Linked DNA regions of Mus musculus: region 1 is linked to region 2. A link is a contact called in public promoter capture Hi-C data. All regions are on one chromosome and are shown on one strand. The core of a region is the stretch at or near the end of the contact, and the rest is flanking DNA. Distances in the headings are between cores, read along the strand shown.

Region 1 (3,114 bases), core at 103-2,602, 2.3 Mb after region 2:
AGCCAGCACACCCTCTCCTTCCAAAAGCTGCTTCTATCAGAGCAATAAGACAAGAAACTAGTAGTACAGTAAAAATGTCTCCTTTTCTGCTTTGCTTTTTAAGAACTCACTAAAGATCTTTGACTTCTGATCCTCCTGTCTGTACCTCCAGTCTGTAGGGACTACACACATATACCACCAACCCTGTTTTTAATACAGTATTAGGGACTGAACCCAGGGCTTCACACAGCACTTTAACCTGCTGAAGCATATCCTCAGTCCAGTAAAGACGTTTCTAGGGAGGGGGAGGTGGCTCAGTCCCTAGAGTGCTTGCCTGGTAAGCATAAAGACCGGAGTGTAACACACCCCCCCACCATTTTAAAAAGGAAAAAGCTGGAAGCTGGCTAGGTGGCTCAGTGGGTAAAGTATTTGCCCTACAAGCCTGATGACATGAGTCCTATACCCAGTCATGTCAAAGAAGAAGAGAAATCATAAGCACACATATGTGTATGCATGCAAACAAATATAGTATATTATATATACTATATATAAAGCCATATAATATACATATAAAGCCACACATAATGGTATGTGCTTGTAACCCCAGTGCTGGGAGGAAGAGACTGGTAGATCCTTAGTGCTCACTGGCTACCTAGCCTAGTACACATAATAAGTTCCAGATCATTTGGCACCTGAGGACAGCACCCAATAAATCATGTCACCAAAATTCACCTTTTACATTCAATTCTCTAGTCTAGACCTTATAGTCTCGTTTCATTCATCATATTCTGAAATTATTAATGGAATTATTTCTAAATCAGTCCCTACTCAGTACATTTCTGATTCTAGCGCCCAGGGCCCACACATGTGAAGCAAATAACCAGCTGAGCTGTCTAGCCCTAGACCCATCGTTTGAGCGTCTCCAATTAGTGATGGATGCTATTGTGCGCTTCAAACTCAGAAGTTCTCATTTTCTTCCACTGTTGCTGCTGAAAATCGAACCCAGGGGCCCACAAATGTTAGCCAAGCTTTCTACCAATGACCTAGCTCTTCAGTCCTAAATTCTCTCTGATGCCCCTTTGGGAAATTTGTTTCTTACCTGCCCTGGGATTCCAGCACCCTATTTAACCCCAATCCGTAATCATTTCTCTGTCAAAAGTCCCCATCCATCAAGTCTCCCAGATTCGAATTTTGGGTTTACTCCTACTGGCAATTTACACTCTGAAAAAGAAAGTGAAAGTCCTGAACGCTAGGCTGATCTGGAAAGCTGAGGCCACGCCTTCTCCCCAGCTGGACAGTCGCAGGACATCCCTCTAAGGGGCGTAGGTCCGGTGTTCAGGAGCCGCAGCCACGGTCCCGCCCCGCCGCGCCCCACCTAACCCGGCTGCGCCTGGAGCGGAAGCACCAAGGCTGGAACGCTGGCTGCGGAGCACGGAGGAGGGGACCATCCGACACCAGGAAGGGCCAGGCGGGATCTCCGAGCAGGTGCGTGGGTACCCCAGGAGGCTGTCTGACAGCCCGAGGGTCCCCGGTAGTCTCTGGTGGTCTTGACCTTCTGAGGCCTGGCTCAGGGTCAGCGGCCCTAGGAGGGGAGTGCCAGGGGAGGGGAGGTCAATGTTGACTGCGCCATCAGACCCACTGCTGTTTTGGGAAAATAACTGCAACAGAACGCAACATTTCTTTACTTTCTGAAAGTTGAGGAAACTTTTGGTAGAAGAAAATAACTCATTGAGGTCTGGAGTTGAAATTTAGCCGAATCTGACTAAGCTCCGGGTCCTATTAAGACAAAAAATAAGTAAAAAAGATGGGGTGAGTTAATTTGCAGTTTTAGCCAAGACTGGGAATAGAGAAATTCTTAGTCTGTCTAGGCCTTACCTATGGCAGTTACAATTTATGTTAATGAAAAAGGGGAAGGCCAGGAAATCCGCCCCACGTAGATTTGTCCTTAGGTTGGATTTATGCCTCTGTCCTACTAAAGGTACTTCCGGTGCTATGGCTATTCTTGGTTGTTAAATTGACGCACCTGGAAAAAAATGAACCTCAATTGAGAAATCGCCTCCGTCAAATTGACCTCTGGGGTGTGTCTGCAGAGCATTTTCTTGATTGCTAACTGAAGGAAGAGAGCTTAGCCCACTGTAGGCACCGCTTCTGGGCAGGTGGTCCTGGATTGTATGAGGTGAGCAGAAACAGAAAGCAAGCCAGTAAACTGCGTTCTTCCTTGACCACTAATTAATCTACTCACTTTACATGCCAATCACAGCCTTTAATCCAGTCAGTTCCTTAAATTGTGCTACTGTTATGAATAGTAAGTAAAAATATCTGTGTTTCCTATAGTCTTAAACCCACTGTCAAAGGGGTCAAGATTGAGAACCACCGGCTTCCACGTTCCTGTCAGGGGTTCATGCCCTGACTTTCATGTTTGACTGTAAGCAGTGAGATGAGGTAAGGAAGAGTAACAACAGGATCAAAGCTGGGATCTGTCTCAGGGCAGCCAATAGGAAGACGGCTTGTGATGGGCTCCCCTACGACACGCTGAAAGGAAGAAACGTGGGTGTTCACTCCCTAGCGAGGCAGCCTTCTCTCTCCACTGTGCAGTTTTTTGTTTTGTTTTGTTTTTTCGAGACAGGGCTTCTCTGTATAGTCCTGGCTGCTCAAGAACTTTTTCTATAGACCAGGCTGGCCTCAAGCTCAGAGATCAGCTTGCCTCTGCCTCCTGAGTGCTGGAACCAAAGGCGTGCACCACCACCACCACCACCACCACCACCACCAGGCTCGAGTTTGATATTTAAAAGCTATTGGAAATGACTTTTTTCCCTTCAGGTCTTTTTGACACGTTTGTATTTGGTTCAGTGAAAGGATGCCTATGTTTTGTTTGTTGGTTTTTTTCTGCTACTTTTCTAAAAGTGTTTTTCAAGTCTAAGGATTTTCTGGTAGAAGCCAGTCATGGGGGCACACCCCAGTAATCCTAACACTCTGGAGGCTACAACAGGAGGATCACCATGAGTTTGAGACCTGAGCTTCACAGTGAGCTCTAGGCCAGCAGGTACAGATTGGATCTCAACATTATACCAGGCCGGTGAGGTGTAGTGGTACACACCTTCAAGCCTAAGACTCGGGTGAGAAAGAACTCTGAGA
Region 2 (3,340 bases), core at 802-3,301:
CAGAGAGTTGGAGAGAGGCAGACAAGACACCATACAACAGGAAGACACTCCCTCCCCAGAGTTCTCTATCCACCAGCCAGTTCAGTCTAGCCAATGAATACTTCTGCTCTTTAACCTCCATATACACACACATGCACACTGACACATAATGACACTTTACAATACATTATATGCACACAAAGATGCTCACAAAAATACTTTTAAAAGAACATTAAAAAAAAAAAAAAGCAAAAGCTGGGGCTGGGGCTGGAGAGATGGCTCAGTGGTTAAGAGCACTGACTGCTCTTCCAGAGGTCCTGAGTTCAATTCCCAGCAACCACATGGTGGCTCACAACCATCTGTAATAAGATCTTCTGCACTCCTCTGCTATGTCTGAAGACAGCTACAATGTACTCACATAAGTAAATAAATCTTTAAAAGAAAAAAAAAAAAGCAAAAGTCATCTACCAAAAAAAAAAAAAAAAGAAAGACAGATGGGATGAAAGAGAGAGTGTGAGCGCACTAACCTAACTTTCCAGCAAATCACTTTTTTTCTATGTAGTTCTGGTAAGTCAGGACTTAACTCAGAGGCTTGTGAAGATGGGTGGCTTCAACAGGAGAGACCTTACTTAAATCAGCTGTTAGCCCCACTCTGTTCCTACACTTCCATAACCAGAGGCTAAATAAGTAAGAGGTTCTCAGCCTCTTACTGTTCTCTGTCGGGAACAGTACTGGGCACAGTAGAGAGGTTTGTCAGACCTGGCTAATGGTGCTAACATATCCTGATGGTTAGGGTGTAGCCTCCAGAAACTGGACCAAAAACCAAAGACACTATGATGACCACTGAATAAGCTGACTTTGCAGCTCTAGCTCTGACTGGGGCACAAGTCGGCTGGGGCCTATTTAAGTTCTGAAAAGTAAAATTGTTCCCAGTGGGCCTGACCTAGCAATGTGAATGTGTACATGTGACGTGAGGTTTATGTTAAGACACTAAATCAAGTCTCCAGACAAGTCCAATGCTATATTTTGTCTCTGCCCAAACCAGCTGTAATTCACTGAGGAAAACAATTGCTAATAAACCCCCAAAACACTGCTGACTGACCATGATACATTTGGTAGTAACATTCCTAAGCCAAACCTGTTCCCAGTATTCTCTCAGTTCCATGGGGCAAGAAAAGTCAGACTTCAGATGAAATCCATGGCGGCAATCCTCATTAAACCTGGAAGTCTGTAAGGTTATTAAATGTGTAGAAGAAAGAAGAGCTAATACACAATTGTGTGAATAAAAATTGAGTTGAGGGTAAAGAGAAAAAGCACATAAATTATGCACAGAAATAAGTAGGGGCAACTAAAAAGCCAGCATCAATTGGGTTGCCTCCTCACAAGCAGTCACTAATATTTATATTCCTATACTATCACCAAAGTCTTCTCCTAGATGAAGTAGGGATTAGGCCAAAGTGATAGAAATGTCTCAGCTTGGCATTTTAATTTAAAGCTCTACCAACTTTAAATTTGTGTTAAAGTTTCATCAAGGTAGGATATTTTTCCTTAGAGAAGTATTAATTGCGACGAACACCAGAAGACTATTTCTTTACATATTCAGTTTCAACTCCTGTTAGGCATTAGAAACGTGACATTTCTGAGCCTGCTTCCTGGATCCCAAGAAGTAAGCGTGACTTCACAGACGACGGCCTTCTACAAACTACCAAAGGGTACCGTGAGGACGAAGCTGCGCGCCAAAGTGGGACATTATGACCAGGATACAGAATCATTACCCGCTAGGATGAAGCTGCCCACACAAGAGATGAAGCCAGAGAGGAAAGAGTTGAAGGGGAAGGTGCCCACGAGGAGACAGTAGCCGAACTGCAGCGCCCCGGTCAGCAGTATATAAAGGAGATAGGCGTCCAGCAACTTCAGCCGCTGCGGAGTGGAGCTCAAGTACTCCTCCAGGAACCGGGAGATGACGGACACCACAGACGCCGACATGACGAACACGGGGACTTCGGATACCGGACGACCACAGACGATGTGGCTCGCGCGTGCGCGTTAGCGGGCCCTAGCCACGCCCACACCGGCGGGCCAATTGGCTCCGGCGTAAAGGCCAGCCTTGGTGCGTCACAATTAATGCGCAGACACAGGCTGCATACCCAGACTGAGAACTACAAACGGAAATAAATTAATGCTCCTGCGCAGGGCCTATCTCCCCCTCTGGAGACGTGTACTATAGCCTTATTTCCGCCCTGCGTTTGTTGACGCCCTCTGTTGCTCTGGCGACGAGATTTGTGACCGGAACAAGGGGAGAGGTTTAACAGCGGACAGAGACGCTTCCCAGAGAGTTCCGGCTCTCTTTGATCCCCCTCAGTGGTCTAGCTTGGGAATCTGCTTAGAGACCAAGCTGGCGGTCCAGGGACTTAACCTGCCTGGCCCTAATTCTCTTAAAAGCTCTATCTTCAGATGCCTATGACCGATCATTAGAGCAGGTCAAGTTCCTCCGCAGTGAGAACTATGCTTATACGGGCCAAGCGCCGGTTTACACTGGCGGGAGAGGGTTGACCTCTACAGGATCCTGAACTGGAAGGCTGAATCTGGGCCCCACGAAGAACCTAAGCCAGCAGGTATTCATTCATTCAACAAACGCTCGTTGAGTACCAAGGAGGTCCAATAGCTGTAGTTATATTGTAGGAATTTTTAGGTTAATCAGTCACTGTCTAAAAAGAGAGATAGTCACTTGTGCGTAGAGTGAAGGGTCAGGATCAGCAGCAAACTGACATTGTACAACAGGTATTGTTATAATATTCCTTGAATGGCTCCAAAGAGCATATTTGTTTCAACCTGATCCTCTGAATCATTTTATAGAAAAAGAATTGAAAGTTTGAGGTTTTAACAAGTACAATTAACTGCTTTTTAGCGTTTTAGCTGAAGAAAACTTAAGTTCTGCCTTCTGGTTTGCACTGCCATTACAAGTTCACAATAACCCGACCTTCTAAACCTAGTATCTCATCTTTCAGTTAAAAAGTCTACCCGCATAGAATCCGGTACTTCATTTCAGCGTTTAAGACACTTCCAACTGCCCTGCCTAACTAGTTGAGCAGCATTTCTAAACCCGCAACTGAACTACTGTCGCTTGTTATCTGTATTTAGCCCGGAAACACTTAGCGCCACAATCCAATAAGACGTAAATAGCCCTGCCCAGGTTCCAGTGAATCACTCGTGTCTTTGGAAAGCCTTAGTCTGTTAAAAGAGGTAAATCCATATTCACAAGAGAGAAGTTTGCACTCCTAGAAATGTAGCCTCTGTGCTCTTGTGTTACTGTAGAGTGGGTGGGATGTGGAAGGATAACCAGACGGGTTCCTACTCCACA

What was found. Capture Hi-C pulls out chosen DNA fragments and counts their contacts.
Region 1: a contact with region 2 is called in a promoter capture Hi-C map of liver, with 2.7 times the contacts expected there. The contact joins the promoter of Parp4 here to the promoter of Dad1 in region 2. A contact is called at or near these places in 4 of 39 promoter capture datasets (hippocampal neurons, liver and pre-B cells) and 2 of 9 other capture datasets (adipose tissue and liver).

Annotation. Positions count from the first base shown.
Region 1 is chr14:56,574,267-56,577,380 of GRCm38.p6, forward strand. Parp4 (poly (ADP-ribose) polymerase family, member 4) reads left to right here and starts at 1,353. Exons shown (of 35, transcript NM_001145978.2): 1 at 1,353-1,464. It also overlaps a transcript of Cenpj not described here.
Region 2 is chr14:54,251,878-54,255,217 of GRCm38.p6, forward strand. Dad1 (defender against cell death 1) reads right to left here and starts at 2,052. Exons shown (of 3, transcript NM_001113358.1): 1 at 1,755-2,052. The coding sequence starts at 1,965. It also overlaps a transcript of Abhd4 not described here.